Regions from separate parts of the Ostrinia nubilalis genome. Here region 2 is linked to region 1. Evidence: chromatin contacts called from public Hi-C data. All regions are on one chromosome and are shown on one strand. Each heading gives the region's core, a stretch centred on a gene start, on an enhancer-like site or on the middle of the called end of the contact. The rest is flanking DNA. Distances are from core to core; before and after follow the strand shown. Region 1 holds the start of LOC135071986 (ADP-ribosylation factor-like protein 6-interacting protein 1). Region 2 holds the start of LOC135071988 (E3 ubiquitin-protein ligase Bre1).

Evidence for each region. Hi-C and Micro-C count contacts between places; a contact is called where the count stands out from the background.
Region 2: a contact with region 1 is called in a Hi-C map of whole body, with 4 times the contacts expected there. The contact joins the promoter of LOC135071988 here to the promoter of LOC135071986 in region 1. A contact is called at or near these places in 4 of 5 Hi-C or Micro-C datasets (whole body and whole larva).

The regions. Positions count from the first base shown.
Region 1 is chr5:13,744,741-13,752,542 of ilOstNubi1.1, reverse strand. LOC135071986 (ADP-ribosylation factor-like protein 6-interacting protein 1) reads left to right here and starts at 2,694. Exons shown (of 3, transcript XM_063965898.1): 1 at 2,694-2,884; 2 at 3,075-3,446; 3 at 3,596-3,930. The coding sequence starts at 2,858. The coding sequence ends at 3,781. It overlaps LOC135072283 (fatty acid-binding protein-like), which reads left to right. Exons shown (of 5, transcript XM_063966224.1): 2 at 188-285; 3 at 672-841; 4 at 1,277-1,387; 5 at 1,647-1,851. The coding sequence starts at 219. The coding sequence ends at 1,706. It overlaps LOC135071987 (inositol hexakisphosphate and diphosphoinositol-pentakisphosphate kinase), which reads right to left. Exons shown (of 28, transcript XM_063965899.1): 26 at 6,819-6,925; 27 at 5,213-5,316; 28 at 4,160-5,115. The coding sequence ends at 4,555.
Region 2 is chr5:14,042,259-14,050,060 of ilOstNubi1.1, reverse strand. LOC135071988 (E3 ubiquitin-protein ligase Bre1) reads left to right here and starts at 4,736. Exons shown (of 17, transcript XM_063965901.1): 1 at 4,736-4,927; 2 at 5,089-5,247; 3 at 5,596-5,782; 4 at 6,177-6,362; 5 at 7,497-7,717. The coding sequence starts at 5,095. LOC135071989 (FGGY carbohydrate kinase domain-containing protein) reads left to right here and starts at 308. Exons shown (of 5, transcript XM_063965903.1): 1 at 308-714; 2 at 794-994; 3 at 1,075-1,940; 4 at 2,033-2,255; 5 at 3,296-3,842. The coding sequence starts at 809. The coding sequence ends at 3,655.

The DNA of each region.
Region 1 (7,802 bases), core at 1,445-3,944:
GGTTGTCAGAAACTTTGATACGCATAGCTACATGTAAATTTTGTTCAAGTTTTATCACTTTATCTGAATACGTGATTGATAATAATTATTATATCATTTACTTTATCAATAACACACACCGCTGTATCATTTAAGTAGGTAATAATTAGCTACTTTAATTAATTGTGGAACCATAATTTTATTTCAGTTTTTAGGTCAGCACTGCTCAAAACTTTCCAATGTCTATCCCTGGAAAATATCAGCATTACAAAAATGAAAATATTGATGAATATTTTATTGCAGTTGGTAAGTTTTAGTTAATAAAATAGTAAGAATTAAATAAGTAACAGCTTAAAGATTGTAGGTAGAGATTGCTGCAGTTGCTAAGCAATTAATAGCATGTCTCAGAAGTTCGTATGATAAAAGTAAAATTTTAATAGCCAACTGTTAGGTAATATTAAAATCCGTTTTATTTATTTTAAAGAAATTAACAGGTGACTGTTAAACACTAAAACTAGTACAATTTATGTTTTTATTAGTTATTAACTATACAAATATTACATTAATTAGTTTTTCCCAGAATCCTTTGGAAGTGTTGAAATAATTTAATAAGTTACATTGATTAAATTAATATTAATATTAAAGGAAAAATGTGAGACAGTTTTTTTAAGTAAGGCTTCATACTGTTTCAGGTGTCCCATTCATGGGTCGGAAAATGATGGCAATGTCATCACCACTAATGGAAATAACCCTAGATGGTGAAACAATGACCATCAAAACCTCTTCGCTCATAAGAACTGTACAGTATTCGTTCAAGCTTGGCGAAGAGTATGAAGAAACTATGCCTAATAGTGTCATCAAGGTAAAGTAAAATATTTAATGTAAAAATTATAAATGAAGCATGACAAAGAAAGAAGTAGTGTGGGTCAAGTGTAAAGGATCAGCAGAAATTACATGGAAAATTATTTATTCAAACCAACATAAGAGGTGAACCTGAAAAGACATTGATTGGATATTCTCTCCCAACTACTTTTTTGGATGCAAACCAAATTGAAAGAATAAGTAAATTATCTTAATTCAGTTAAATAAATTCAACCATTGATTTATTGATTTGTCATGCTTAATTTTACGTTAGTTCATTTGCCGTAATCGCAGGGCGGCGATTGACGTCATGATGATTATGCTTAATGATTTTGCAAGACTGAAATTAATATCATGATTAACTTTGTAGTAACACAAGTAAACTAAAATTCTATGATAAATTAGTTTTATTAATGAGTTGTTTCTTTATTTACAGAGTGTTACAACTTTAGTGAACGACCATGAAGTAAAGACAGACTCAGTGATTCCAGAAAGCGGCGACAAATGTGGTCGTCATTATTTATTCACTGAAGATGAATGTGTTGTAGTAAGTAGAAATTAACCCCCTTACTAATAAAACTTACACGCTCGTTGATCAGTGGTATAAAGTGACGTTTAGTATGGAAATGTCATTTTAAAACAGTGTTCAACAACTGTGTAACTTTTTATTAGTAAGGGGGTTAGTGTTTATAAAAATATCGCATCATAATGATAGATGAAAAATTACAATCATTTTAACGCAACACATGAGATTGCTTATGGAGATTTCGATTCTGTTGATTAACAATTTATTATTTTATTTTCAGACTCTTACACATGAAAAAGCTAATGTTCCAGGCAAGAGGTATTTCCGCAGGGTGAAATAAACAGTGAAACATCAGTTTTTCCATTAGATTAAGATGTAATAATTAAAATATTCCAGTTTATTTAAGTAAATCTGATAAAATGTAATTTGCTACTAGGTGACGCCAGTACTGTAACTGGTTTTATAATACTATGCCTTGGTGTGGATATAGTTTATAACTATTGATTATTCCAAAATTTTCTCCAGATATTTTAGATGAGTTTTAGTTTCTATTTACAGTTTATAGAATTAACAGAACAATTATAATTATGATAGGAGTAAGTAGGTATTCTACTTATGTTGTTTCGTTCGACATATAAGTTGTAATTTCGGTAGCAACGACGATTGATAAAGTCGGGCCTATTTTGTCGTTAGCCTACTTGATGTTATTCACCAAACATTAATTATAAGCCCCAAAGTTTTGTGTTTGTTAAAATGGAAACTATCTCCTGCTTTCTATGGCTCTCTTTCGCCTGGCATGCGATTTAGAACCTTTTGTTATCAAAACAGTTACGATTTGGTGAAAATAATATGAAAATTGCATAATATGGTTTTGATTCTGGTTTCAAACTTTTTAAGATTAAAAATGGTTGTTTGATCAAGCTAGTTATTTGGAGTAGTCAATACATACTTATTTTATTTTTAAGAAATTATTACTTTTATACGAGTTTTTGATGTAAATATTTATTAAAATATTACTATGGTTATATTTTGTTGTTTTTATACCATACATTTTTCATATCCTAAAACTACCTACTCAATACGAATCGATAAGAGTTAGGTCTAGCAAAAAAGGCATACTTTCAAATGTTTACCCGACTGCGACAGAAGGAGTGTTATGTTTTTCACTTTTCACTCGGTTTCCAGTCAAGCTCAAGTTGATGTCGCCTCCTTTTTGACAAAGATGAAGCTAGAAGCGCCATCTGTAATTTTGTTAACTCAACGCTATTACTCAAGGTGAGTATCGATAAAATGAATTGGTTTCGCACATCACTACACTGTCATCTCTGCTGTTTAATCTGTGCATCGATCTGCCACTTTTCACCATTTTTCTCGGCCCGCCTGGTTGGGATTTGTTTTGAAGAATTTAATTAGAGCGAAAGCGCTGCTTTTTCCCCTTTTATAACTTGCCTACGAGTAAATTGGACTAATAAATCTGAAATTACATTAAAAATGGCTGATATCGTTCTACAAGACCAGGTAATTTAATTAATTCCAAAGAAATTTAAGAACATTCTTGATCTTATGAATAATTTCTATTGTACCTTCTTTTCTCATTTCTAAATTATTTATTCGTATTTATCGTTTACATTTATTACCTAAACTGTATAGCTCACTCATCTCAAAAATCTGTAAAATTAAAGTAGGCACTTATTATTCTTTGTTCTAGGAGCAGCAAGTAAAAAAATTGAAAAGGTTTTTAGAGGGCTGGCGTGTAGCCCTGATACCGCTAAAATCAATCATTTTATGGGAGCAACAATGGCATCCATGTGCTATAATTGGCACAGTCTCATTTCTGTACCTTTTAATTTGGCTACTGGATATGAGTTCTTTGGCTACCTTTGCTTTGGTAGGACTCATGCTGAACTTTGTTGACTTCATCGTCCCGGTCATATGTAACTCACTCTACGGCCCAGCATCCTGGACTGGCCAAAAGGAGAAGATGTTTGAAGAAATATGCCGGAGTATTGTAGTACACTACAACAAAACATTGAACCAGATTAGATCCTTTTACTCTTTGAGGGATACCAGTCCATGCATGGTAAGATTCAATTTTATGATTCCTGAAACTACCTCCATTCAGTATAATTAAGCTGAAATAGTATTAGATCTGAAAATTAGTTCATTATCAACAAGACAAATTCTAATGACCTTAGGACCCCAGTTCTAATGATATTTTGTTGTTTTCAGTACTATATAATTTCCATCAGTATGCTGTGCACCTTGGCTTGGATTTCGTCGTCAATCAGCAACATTTTCCTGCTGTACATTCTCTCGACGGTGATGCTTCTGTGGCCCGGCATACAGCACCGTGGTATTTTCAACGCCTTTTTATCTCTTATTCACATGGCACCAAAACTGGTCAAGTCAGAGTAGGATGTGCAAACATTAATTTATTTTAGCTTTTAAAGGTGTAATGAGTCTGGTCAGTAAGATTTTAAGTTAAGCTTAGCTTATTCATTACTTTATTGAGCTTTAAAATATATTGTGTGATATTATTGGTTAAATTAAAAAGATGTATCTAAGTAATTGTTTTAATTAAATCCTATTTAGTGTTAATTTGAAGAATATTTAATTTTGTAAGTATAAATAAGTGCATTGAAATTATTTGAAATGCAACATAGGTAGATTTTCTTTACTTGTATTGTTGTTGGGTCTACCTCCAGTTAGCAATTGAATATGGATCCAATAAAAGTAAAATATTCTTATAACTGAAAATCTAATTAAAGAGTAGGCAAAAAAATATGTACAAAGTTATGAAGAATACATTTTATTTTTCAAATCCTTATACTAATTTTACAAAGTATATGACATAAGAGTTGTGTTTTGAGAAACACTGATATGATTTGCATCCTAAAAGCATTTGATTGCATATTGCGTTACTAAGCTTCTGTTGGCTCTGGTCGGTGTTCACAATCTGAAAATGTTTACTTTGTTAAAATACTTTTGTTTGATTTCATACTGTTAGAATCCTTCAATAAGCTTCAATAAATATTCCACTAATTTATGTTTCTATAATAAAACACTATTTTTAGTTAGATTATATTCGCCAATAAATGAGATTGTTGTAAAAAATTTCATTATCAAAATCCTTCATACAGCTTTGCTGTATAAACTCTCACTACCCAGAGTATCTAATTGCGAAAAGTTTATGAATCCTCAATATTGAAGCCAGCCTTGACTGTGACGTTATTGGCTTTGGTGAGCAGCGGCTCGGCTGGCTCGACTTCTGCTAGGTTAGGCAAATTACTGTTAGACTTACTCGACGTACCCGCTTTCAAAGTATCTTCCGTAACTAAAGTGGTCGTGAACCTACTGCCCGCGACCACCGCTTGCGAACTAATGTTACTTTTGTGTGCGCTACTGTCGCTATATCTTCTACTTCCATTGTTGAGTGTGTCGTTTTTCTTATTGGCGCCATCGTTATTGCTTTGCGTCGATGGCTCTGTGCACACGTCGGTTTTGGAGCATTTGTTTTTGACGTCGGTCTCTAGGTTGTAGTTCTTGCTGCTGGACGGCATGTCTTTGTGGAAGGTTTCCTTGGTCTGGTGCGCATTGAGGCCGTAGAAGTCTGGAGTGCGGCTGCAACCAGCCGTAGGAGGCTCTGGTGCAATGAACTTTAGCGGACTGAGGTCGTTCTTGATCAACTTTAGCGGAGCTTCGTTGGGATCCACAGATAAAGTTTCCTCGTCGTCCTCGCCCTCAGCGCTCTGAAACAATAGGCGTATTTCAATTACCTAAATAAAAAAATAAATTGATAGATTAGAAACTGATAACTTCAAAATGCAGGTCAATTATAATACATACCAACAGATCGTGATCAGTGATGGAGCCGGCGGTGGCCTCGTTGCTGTTGAAGTCCAGCTCCGACGCCAGCGACACCGGCGTCACGTCCCCGCTAATAGACGAACCTACGTGACAATCACATGTTAAGATTTTATAACACACTAGGATCCTCGTAAAATATAGCTGGACGGCTCTGGGGACACATGGGCGGAGCTTTCGTGGTTGGTCATATTCTCAGAAATCTACGGACTATGAGAGCGCTTGTAGACGTCCGTTTTTTCACCGGACGACGGACCGATTTTTTCACCGGATTTAGCGGTAGCGTATGGTTTATAATGAACGTGTGCACATGCATCGGACATAGGTCCGGCGAGAAAATTGACAGCAAACAAAGGATATCCGTTTTTTGACGGTCCGTCGTCCGGTGAAAAAACGGATGTCTACAAACGGCCTTAGGGGAATAGCTATTCATTATTATATCGAGAGGCTACATAAGATCAATAGAATATAACACTAACGATAACGTCCCGTTTATCATCCATTATACATACATAGATATTTCTAACAATACTAAAGTTAATATTTTTATTGACGTCACGGACTAATTAAATATACATGCAGATAAGACAGTCGGCACATTACACCGGCCATTGACTGATGAGCTGTGCAACAATCACGGGAAAGTACACATACGAGACAACAACAAATAAGGGTAATTAATGTATGTAATAAATTAAATAATTAAACAAATAGATATAAAAAATAACACTATTGAAAGAAATTGTACAAAATACTTATCAAAAATGTGCCGACTGAATAAACACGGACATCATAGAACATGCAACACAGCATGCTTACTATTATAACACCAACTTAAATAATATTGATTGACTATTTACAAATGCACAGTGGTTACTAAGTGCCGAATAGGCAGAAATTGAAAAGACAGACTTTTATTCAGAATGTCTTATGAATTTTTGCCATAATGTGTCGATCGGGCGTTCAACGCTGTGCAACACCGAGACATAGAGCACGACCAGTGCCGTAACTAGGGCGGTGCGAGCGGGGCCCAGGGCCTGACATAGGACTCAAATCGTGTAGAGGGGGGAAGGGGCAGAAGAGACCTGCAAGGCTAAGATGCGCCCCATGATATTATCTTATCGACACATTTTTATCAATGTACGCTGGTATTCTATATTCAATCCTAATCCAAATCCACCCGTCAACTGTCAAATTTCTATATTATTTGATAGTTTTCGATGTTTTTACATTTTCATATTGTTTATAAGACTATGTAAATGATATGTGAAGATTTAACCTAAAACTGAATTAATTTTGACAGTTGAAATCCGGATTTTGGACAAGGATTGAATATCACTTACCATCAGGTGAGACACAGGCCAAGAGCTTCCTCGTTGTGGATAAAAAATATAAAAAAATACAGGAAACTGGCCTTAGACGATAAGCCCATACATTTGTAGTCCAAAATCGTCGATAACATTTTATCGTGGCGCGCATCCTAGTCCGGTTGATGTGATCATTTTTCATGGACACAGAATGCTTACACCGAGCGTATAAAAGGCTAGTTACGGCACTGAGCACACGTAGCACGTAGCATGATGTATACCTGGTGGATTGGAGCGCGGCGCGAGCGGGGCGGCGTCGAGGCACAGTGTGGCGGCCTCGCCGTCCCACTGGGGGAGCTTGCCGGACACATTTTTACTCCAATTGCTACTGGAATCAACGGTTCGGTTACCGCGCGACTACCCGGACCTTTCACACAAGTGCTGGTGGATGGTTTACTACTGTATAAGCATGCTTCTATTTCACTGTCGATACGGGTCCTTCTATTTTAGTGTTTTGACTCTTGTGAATGGAATCTATGTAATAATGAGCCCAGAACTATGGTTACTAATTGGATTTGTGAACTGCATTTGTCTACGTTATGCATCTTCTAAAACTATCTTTATAAATCTTGCTGTTATTAAATTAAATTAAAATCTATCTCTAGTAAATAAAAATTGATAATGTTTAGAAAGTCTTATGAAGGTTACTTTTATGATCTTTAGCGAGTATACAAGATGTAGTTGTTGACAGTTTTATAAAAGTTAGTAGATTCGATACTACTGATAATTACCAAACTCAATGTTAGAAACACTTGTGTGAAAGAAATTACACGTTTTAATTACAAAATGAAAAACCAAAACATTATTAAAGACAAGAAAAGCGTAAAATTGAGTTTTAACGAAAACATTGTATGCGCCAGAAAGAAAGCAAACATTCCCAGTTACAGTTCTATCAAAGGGTCATAAATAGTTAAAATATTAATTTTCCGATTGCTTGAATGTTTTTATAGACACTACTCTACCCAGAATATTTATAAACTTGCTACTAAGCATAGAAATTGTATCATAACAATGTAAATAATAATGATTTTTTATGTTATCAAGAAAGACTTGTTTAGCTATTAATTGTAGGTAATGTCTGAGATATGTTGATAGATTTTTGTTTATTATTAGTGCTAGTGAAAATATAAAATTATCGAAATAGAGTGGAAACCAAAATAAAGCGACAATAGCCGTTGTATGAACATTTGCAAGTGAACATAGTT
Region 2 (7,802 bases), core at 3,487-5,986, 300 kb before region 1:
ATTGTTTAATGCATTGCTTTATAAAGCATTATAAATTCTTTCTATAGGTACGTAAGTACTACAATAATTTCAATCCGCGATTAACGAGAGGTTTTGTCGCCTCACTAGGGCACAGATTAAAAATGTTTTAATGTCAGTTGGCCATATTTGTTTACATATAGGGAAATTTCTAAAGAATCCGACTTTAGTCTGTGGTTGTAGTTAATCTATTGTCTATACAGGTTAATTTGATCGATCGTTAAAATAAATATCTTTAACCGCGCGAAAATCTAAATAACTGTCATTTTTTTAGTTAAATTTTAGCCAGTGTAGGTATTTTGCTTCAAAAGTATATAAACAAAGAAAAGTAATCATACAGTAATGATTTTAAATTATGAAAATCCTTAAATTAAGTATAAATTAGTAATAATTATTTTGAATTGAAACTTATCTATCGCCTTCTATGGAAGTTCCTTTGCACGAAGTTGATCAATATCTTTACAATTCAAATTAAATGAAAGTTTAGTTCAAAGGACGACGAGGTTATCTCACAAGAGTCACGAGTAGGTACTTGCGAGTTGCGATGTAGCTCCAAGATATCTGATTGTCGGCCTTATGTTAATTATCTGAAACAAATAACAAGGTCATTACTTTATTGCCGTGTTTATATCTTAACTTATTATTGCGAAGAACTCTGCTATCTAAACATATAAATTTGCATTTCAGACGAAGTAAGTATGTTCCAATTTAATAATTTATTACAACTATGATTAACACTTTACAAATTTATAAACATAATGAAAAAAAATTTCAGCCTTATTTACCGGACATGGCCAGTGATATATTATTTGTTGGTGTGGATGTGGGCTCTGGTAGTGTTCGTGCTGCCCTTGTAGATCAAAAGGGACATGTGATAAACTCCAGTGTGAAAGAATTGCAAACATGGAAACCAAAACCAGATTACTATGAGCAGTCCTCTACAGATGTTTGGAACTGCTGTATCCATGTAATTAAAGTAAGTCTCTTAATTTAAAAAAAATTGTAAAATAGTTTTTTTCCTTTGATAATATTACTAACATTGAATATTATTTTCAGGATGTAGTGGCTGATGTGAACCCAAAAAGTATAAAAGGTATTGGATTTGATGCTACATGTTCTTTGGTGGCTTTGGACACAAACTGTAACCCTATCGCAGTAAGTAACTCAAACAATGATGAGCAGAATATCATTATGTGGATGGATCACAGAGCTCAAGCAGAGGCAGACTTGATAAATAAAGCCAATCATGATATTCTCAAGTACGTAGGCGGTAAAGTCAGTTTAGAAATGGAAATACCCAAGCTGCTGTGGTTGAAGAAACATCTCCCTCAAAAATGGTCAAATTTTGGCTACTTCTTTGATTTACCTGACTTTCTGACATGGAAAGCTACGGGATCAATGACTCGATCTCTTTGCTCTCTTGTGTGCAAATGGAACTATGAATGTTCTATAGATGGCAAACAGGGATGGAATGTGAGTTACCTGCGTGAAATTGGATTAGAAGACCTTGCACATAATGACTTCCAAAAAATTGGAAACAAGGTCTTGATGCCAGGAGAAAAATGTGGCGGTCTGTTAGACGATGTTGCTAAAGTGTTGGGGCTGTGTGCAGGCACTCCTGTAGCAGCTTCCATCATTGATGCTCACGCTGGTGGTCTCGGTATGATAGGCACAAATGGTGAAGGAATTGACAAAGACATGTCCAATAGACTGAGTTTGATATGTGGCACTTCCACATGTCACATGGCTGTGAATAAAAATGCTGTGATGGTTGAAGGTATTTGGGGTCCTTATTTCAGTGCAATGGTGCCGAACATGTGGCTTAATGAAGCCGGACAAAGCGCTTCTGGTATGTTGCTAGACTATATAATATCAAGTCACCCAGCTGGGATTGAGCTATTGAAGAAATACAGTACTGGAGAGTAAGTACATATCTATTTTAATATCTATCAGTAAACGACAATAGTAATAGAATTGAACTATGACTACAATTTTAACCTCTTATTGTTTTTAGTGTTCGCAGCCATTTACGGAAGCTGCTTGTGAAAATGGCACAAGCCCAAGGACTGAAAGATGTGAGCTTGTTGACTAAAGATTTCCATGTATGGCCTGATTTTCATGGTAATAGATCACCATTGGCTGACCCTACCATGAAGGGGATGGTAATAGGACTCACTATTAATAGTAGTGAAGAGAATCTGGCATTATTGTATCTAGCCACATTGCAGGGTTTGTCGGTAAGCATAAAGGTCACAGCACACTTATCAAACTGGAAAGAGATCAACACCCTATCGCCTTTCGCCGCGAGGCGAGGCGTTTACGTTATGGACCGCCTCATGTTGATACGGTTACGATCCGTTTCCGGGTTGATAGGTGTGCTTCGTCCTTAACAGTCCCAGTTCCACAGGATTTGTAGAATGTAATTAGTAGAGATGAAACGGATATCCGGTAACTATCCGGTAGGCCGGATATCCGGCCTAAATTTACTATCCGGCCGGATACCGGATAGTAACTCACTATCCGGCCGGATACCGGATATATAAAAACTACGACAATTTCCTATAATAAAATGAAATACATTAATCTTTTATGGTAAATATCAATAAAATGGCTTATAATAATAACGGCTTTTATTTAAAGTCCAAAAAGCCATATTAAGGCCTTTCAAAAAACTTATTTCTTATTTACTGTAATGACGAATACGTAAATAGTAAATATCTGTTAATGTCGAAATATTGCCAAATAAAATAGGCGATCTGTTTTTTACTGATGGTCTGATGACACGATGCAGTTCAGTTTGATGACAATGTAGCAGTTCAACTAATTTAATTTTCGCTATTCAATTACACACTCGCGATGGCAACCGAAATCGCCCAATTTCATCAGCCCCCTAGACACGTGGCAAAATCTGACATTCTATTCAAACGGATTCGATTTTCGAAAAGTGTGACTTCTCTAGTCTACTAGACCCACTGATCGCGTTCAAAGCTCCTGTGCGGCGCTAAACTCGTCACGACATGCAACGTGACAATGGGCCAACTATCCGGCCGCCGGATATCCGGCTATCCGGCCTAGCAGCTCGCCGGATATCCGGTATCCGGTATCCGGCCAAACAACTATCCGTTTCATCTCTAGTAATTAGTGAGTTGAGTGAGTGTTGTCAAGTGTACCTAATATTGATAACAGAGTTGATGCTTTCTAATACCTTCAAGTTTGTTTCATAATTGAAAGGCCTAGAACTTCATAAACGGTACTAAAATTGTGTTTTTCGTTCCAGTATGGCACGAGACACATCATGGACGCCTTAGTGTCGGCTGGTTATGATGCATTTAAGTCACTATTAATATGTGGTGGTATCACAAAGGATTCTCTCTTTGTGCAAACTCAAGCAGATGCAGTTGGATTACCTATTTTGAAACCGCACGAAAAAGAATCTGTGCTGGTTGGTTCAGCTATACTAGGAGCTTGTGCCTCGCAGTACTTTAACAACGTCCAAGATGCTATTCAAAACATGGGTGGTACAGCTGAAGTTATCTCTCCAAATCCTGCTCTGAAACCCTATCATGATAAAAAATATAGGGTCTTCCTAAGGATGTTTCAGGACCAATTAAAATACAGAAATATTATGAACTCATGAATCATCAAGTTTAGGTACGATTTATTAAGTTTTATTATATTGAGTAATATGTTTTCTTTTATTATAAATTATTTTATTATTCCTAATTTACTATTTTATGTTGAAATACTCGTAATAATGTCTTCCATTAATAATATTACCTTTATTAGAAAATTATTACTTTATTTTATTAAATAAATATCCGAAAGATTAATTTTATTTATACATAATTTTACTATCCGTTCGCGATAAGTTTGCCGCTGGCGATATGACGTCACTCGAAGGAATGCGTCTATAACTTTAGCAAACTGTATTAAAAATATTTTTTATTTATTAATATTGATAAAAATTGTGTATTTGCGAAAATAAAACACTTAATTGTGTTTAATCACTAACAAATTGCGTTTAATCGCGGTTGGAGGAGGGGACGCGCATTCCACGGACAGGCAAACTTAGCGCGAACGGGTAGTAGCTTCCGTTTCCCCCAAACTCCGGACCGGACAGACAGGCAAAAGTGGCCTTTTGAGAAAGGCGGTACTTGTAAAGGCCACGCCTTCTGCCTGTTGACCATTGACTGTCAAGTGAAAAAAATTACATGAAAAAATAATAGTAACATTTTGTATGATGATGACCTCCTTTCTCCAGTCAGATGTACCCAAAGGTCTCAGGTTCGATTCTCAGAAGGGGCAAAATATTCTACTCTGGTTGGTGGTAGGGCTTGTTTTAGGTCCGCCTCCGCCTAGCTAGCTGCCATCATCCTTCTGTCGCTATAATGTTATCAGCCAACTTTTCATCATAGAATGCTAAAAAATATCTAAATTAATACACTAAAATCAATAAATAAAAAGATCTATCATGTAGATGGCGCTCTTGCAGTTGATTCTCTGTTTTTTATAATTTATATACTGGAAAGTGATACATTGTTCAAGTTATATACTTTAAATAATTTTGTTCTAGATCCTTCATTAGCTGGTTTCTCCAACGCTTAGTAATAACACTCGTTAAGTTAATAAAATCTACCCGTATTATTTTCTCCGCCAATATCGATATCGAATCAACAGGAGAAAAATATCGATACTTGCCACACTATTACTATTATTTTTTATCTGTGGAGGGTGGAGCTAAGGTGGTTTGGGAAATCGAAATTCTGGTTGTTTTATGAAATAATTTGCTTGATTCATGTAAATAATTAGCAAAATGATCGATTTACTTAGTTACTTACATTGTATCTGCAGCGGTATTGTTAATTGGAACTAAAATTCAGCTTTCCAGATTGTCAATATTGACAAGCAGGTATGTAGGACTCGGCAAAATTGTGTGAGCGTTGATTACAAGGATTCCCTTTATCACCTCATATCATTTTAATTTGTTCGGGTTGTCTAGGATCAATAGCATCTTTTCGTGTTTAGGCCTAATTATTGTTGTTCTAAGTACATAAAAGTAAATGTTTTCAGGTTAAAATGTCGAAGCGTACAGCCGACGAGAGCGGCAATGGCAGTAGCCAGCCTGCTATCAAGAAAGTTCATTTTGAACCCCATCTCATCGGGCCCGTCTCCACACTGGAAGAAATGGACATCAAAGTCCTACAGTTTCAGAACAAGAAGTTGGCACAGGTGATGTACCAACTGGGTATTGTTTGCTAATAAGAATGATCTATTTACAAGATTTTTGTAACTAGTTAAATAGATTGCTTTAATGTAACATCTACAACAATCAGCTGTTCATCAACTGTTTAGTGTTTGAGGTCAACTCACTAATCCCTACTAACAAACTATGGATGAAAGTCTGAAATAAATTATTTATTATTATTATTATTATTAATAAGCATTGAACATAATATTTCAATTATTTTCATGAAGATTGTACTCCAATCTTAATAAACTTATGTTCTTTTGTTGTTTCACAATTAAATGTTTTTTACTGGAGACAAGGAATTTTTAATAATAATTTTGTTTTTGTAGCGCATTGAACAACGCCACAGATGTGAAGCGGAGCTTCGGGCTCGAATAGAACAGCTAGAAAAACGGCAAACACAAGATGATGCGGTTCTTTGTGTAGTGAATCGCTACTGGAATCTGCTAAATGAGGATATCAGAGTTCTATTGCAACGTTTTGATGCTGAGACTGCTGATGAGTCTGAAAATAAAAGTAAGTTCTTGTTTTTTTATGATTTATTATTAATCACATATTTTCATAGTTCAATTGAGTCAAAAATGCATTTGTGGTTAGTTTTCACAGTTCACAGTGTTCAGTGTTGGCTTTGCATAATCCTACACAGTTTGGTTAGATTTAAAGAAAAAAATATTTGCTAAAATCATAGCAAATAAATAAGTGCTCCTCACACAGTTGTACCTGTTTTAATCTTTAATTAAAAGTGAATTGTTAATCTCAATCAAGATGTTATGAAAGTTTAGGTTATATGAATCACAAGCCGCTATAGGCATCTATCATGATTAAATTAAACGAATAACTGAACATTATACAAATATTTAAAGTACAATCATAGTTATAAGTATCAAGAAAAAGACATTTAACTTTTTAGATGAAAATGAAGCGACCACTTCGTTTTTAATGCAATTGTCGACGTGGGACAAAGAGGAGCTTGACGCTCAGCTAGCGAACCGAGTACAAGTGAGCAAACGAGCAGTGGCAAAAGTCCTCCAGGCGTTTGACAGGCTCCAGCAGCGGAACGATAAGATATGGCGCGCTATAAAGGGAGAAGGCGAAGGTACGCATAACTGTCTATTTATCATTTTAATACTTATGTTATAATGGGCTGAAGCTAATTCCTTGTTGTCAAATTTGGTTATAGCAAAAAAGTCTAAATCAGTTACACAGAAAATAAACATGTCATGTAAAATAATGTTAAACCTAAACATTAGGATACAAGATGTCCTCCAACAATAAAAACTCACTCAATGCTCTTTATTTACATAATGCATGATGATACAATGTTGCCCATTTTGTTATTGAGATGAACTTATGTCGCATAGAATCCGTAATAATATATATCTCAGACAACACATGCAGCAACATTTACGCAGAGATAACTGGAATAATAATATTCAAGCAGGAATAGTAATTTCAATATTTGGGGCAATTATTCAAACTCCACTGTGTCTCTTGAAACACTAGACATAAGCAAAACAACTGTTCTTCAAATACACCCCATTGAATGGCTTACAAAGTTTGCCAATGACATAAAGTTGTGGGATCCCTGATTGAATGAAAGCCTTTTCCATTTCATTCCTCTTTTCCTCTCCCAGGCTAGACGCCAGTTATTTCTGAAGCCATTAAAAAAAGTATTATATTGCATAGCTCTAGCGCTTGGCCTCAGTGCAGAGAATGATATTTATTACGTCAAAATTTGTATGCTCTGTCAGTGTCACGTTATAATATGTCAAAATCACCCCTCCCGTGCTGCTCCCATACCTCAGGCACTCTCTTAGTTGAGCGCTAGAGCTGTCTAATCTGCTGTAAGTCTGCTCAACCCCAGGCCCCCAGAAAGAATTTTAAGTGCTCTGCACAAGGTATGGTTTGATCTTAATAATGAGGGCTATCTTTTTTATACTTAACAGTTGGCACCCCTGGCGATTGACAGGACCTTACTCTACAGTGGCGCCATCTTGATGAGTGCAAATACGATAGTCCTCCTACCACTTTCGCGCTCACCAGTTGGTGCCACTGTCTTCGCTACTAGCAAGTGACAGGACCTTACTCTACAGTGGCGCTAACTGGTGAGCGCTAAATTGCGCTTGTCCTAAGAGTACTTAACTGAAATAGGAAATGTCATGTAAGTGGCCCGTCGTTAACGACTGTATCCACTCAAAAGGTTGAGCAGCCTTGATGATCTTTGCCACAGAGGGTGCGCCCGCGCCGGCTCTCGATGAGGTGGTGCGTGCGACCAACGCGGAGGTAACGGCGGAGTCGCGCCGGCTGCAGGCGCTGTGCACGGCGCTGCACGAGGGACACCACGCCATGACGCTGCGTGTGGCGCGGCTTCAAGACGCCGTCAACAGCCGGGACACGGAGAACGCAGAGTTGAAGAACCAGATTGACGACCTGCAGTATGAGCTCATGAAGGTATGGCTTAAAGTAATAATCTATAGTCTAGAGTTAGAACACGCTATGACGATCCAGAACTCTGCCAACAGCCGGGATACAGAGA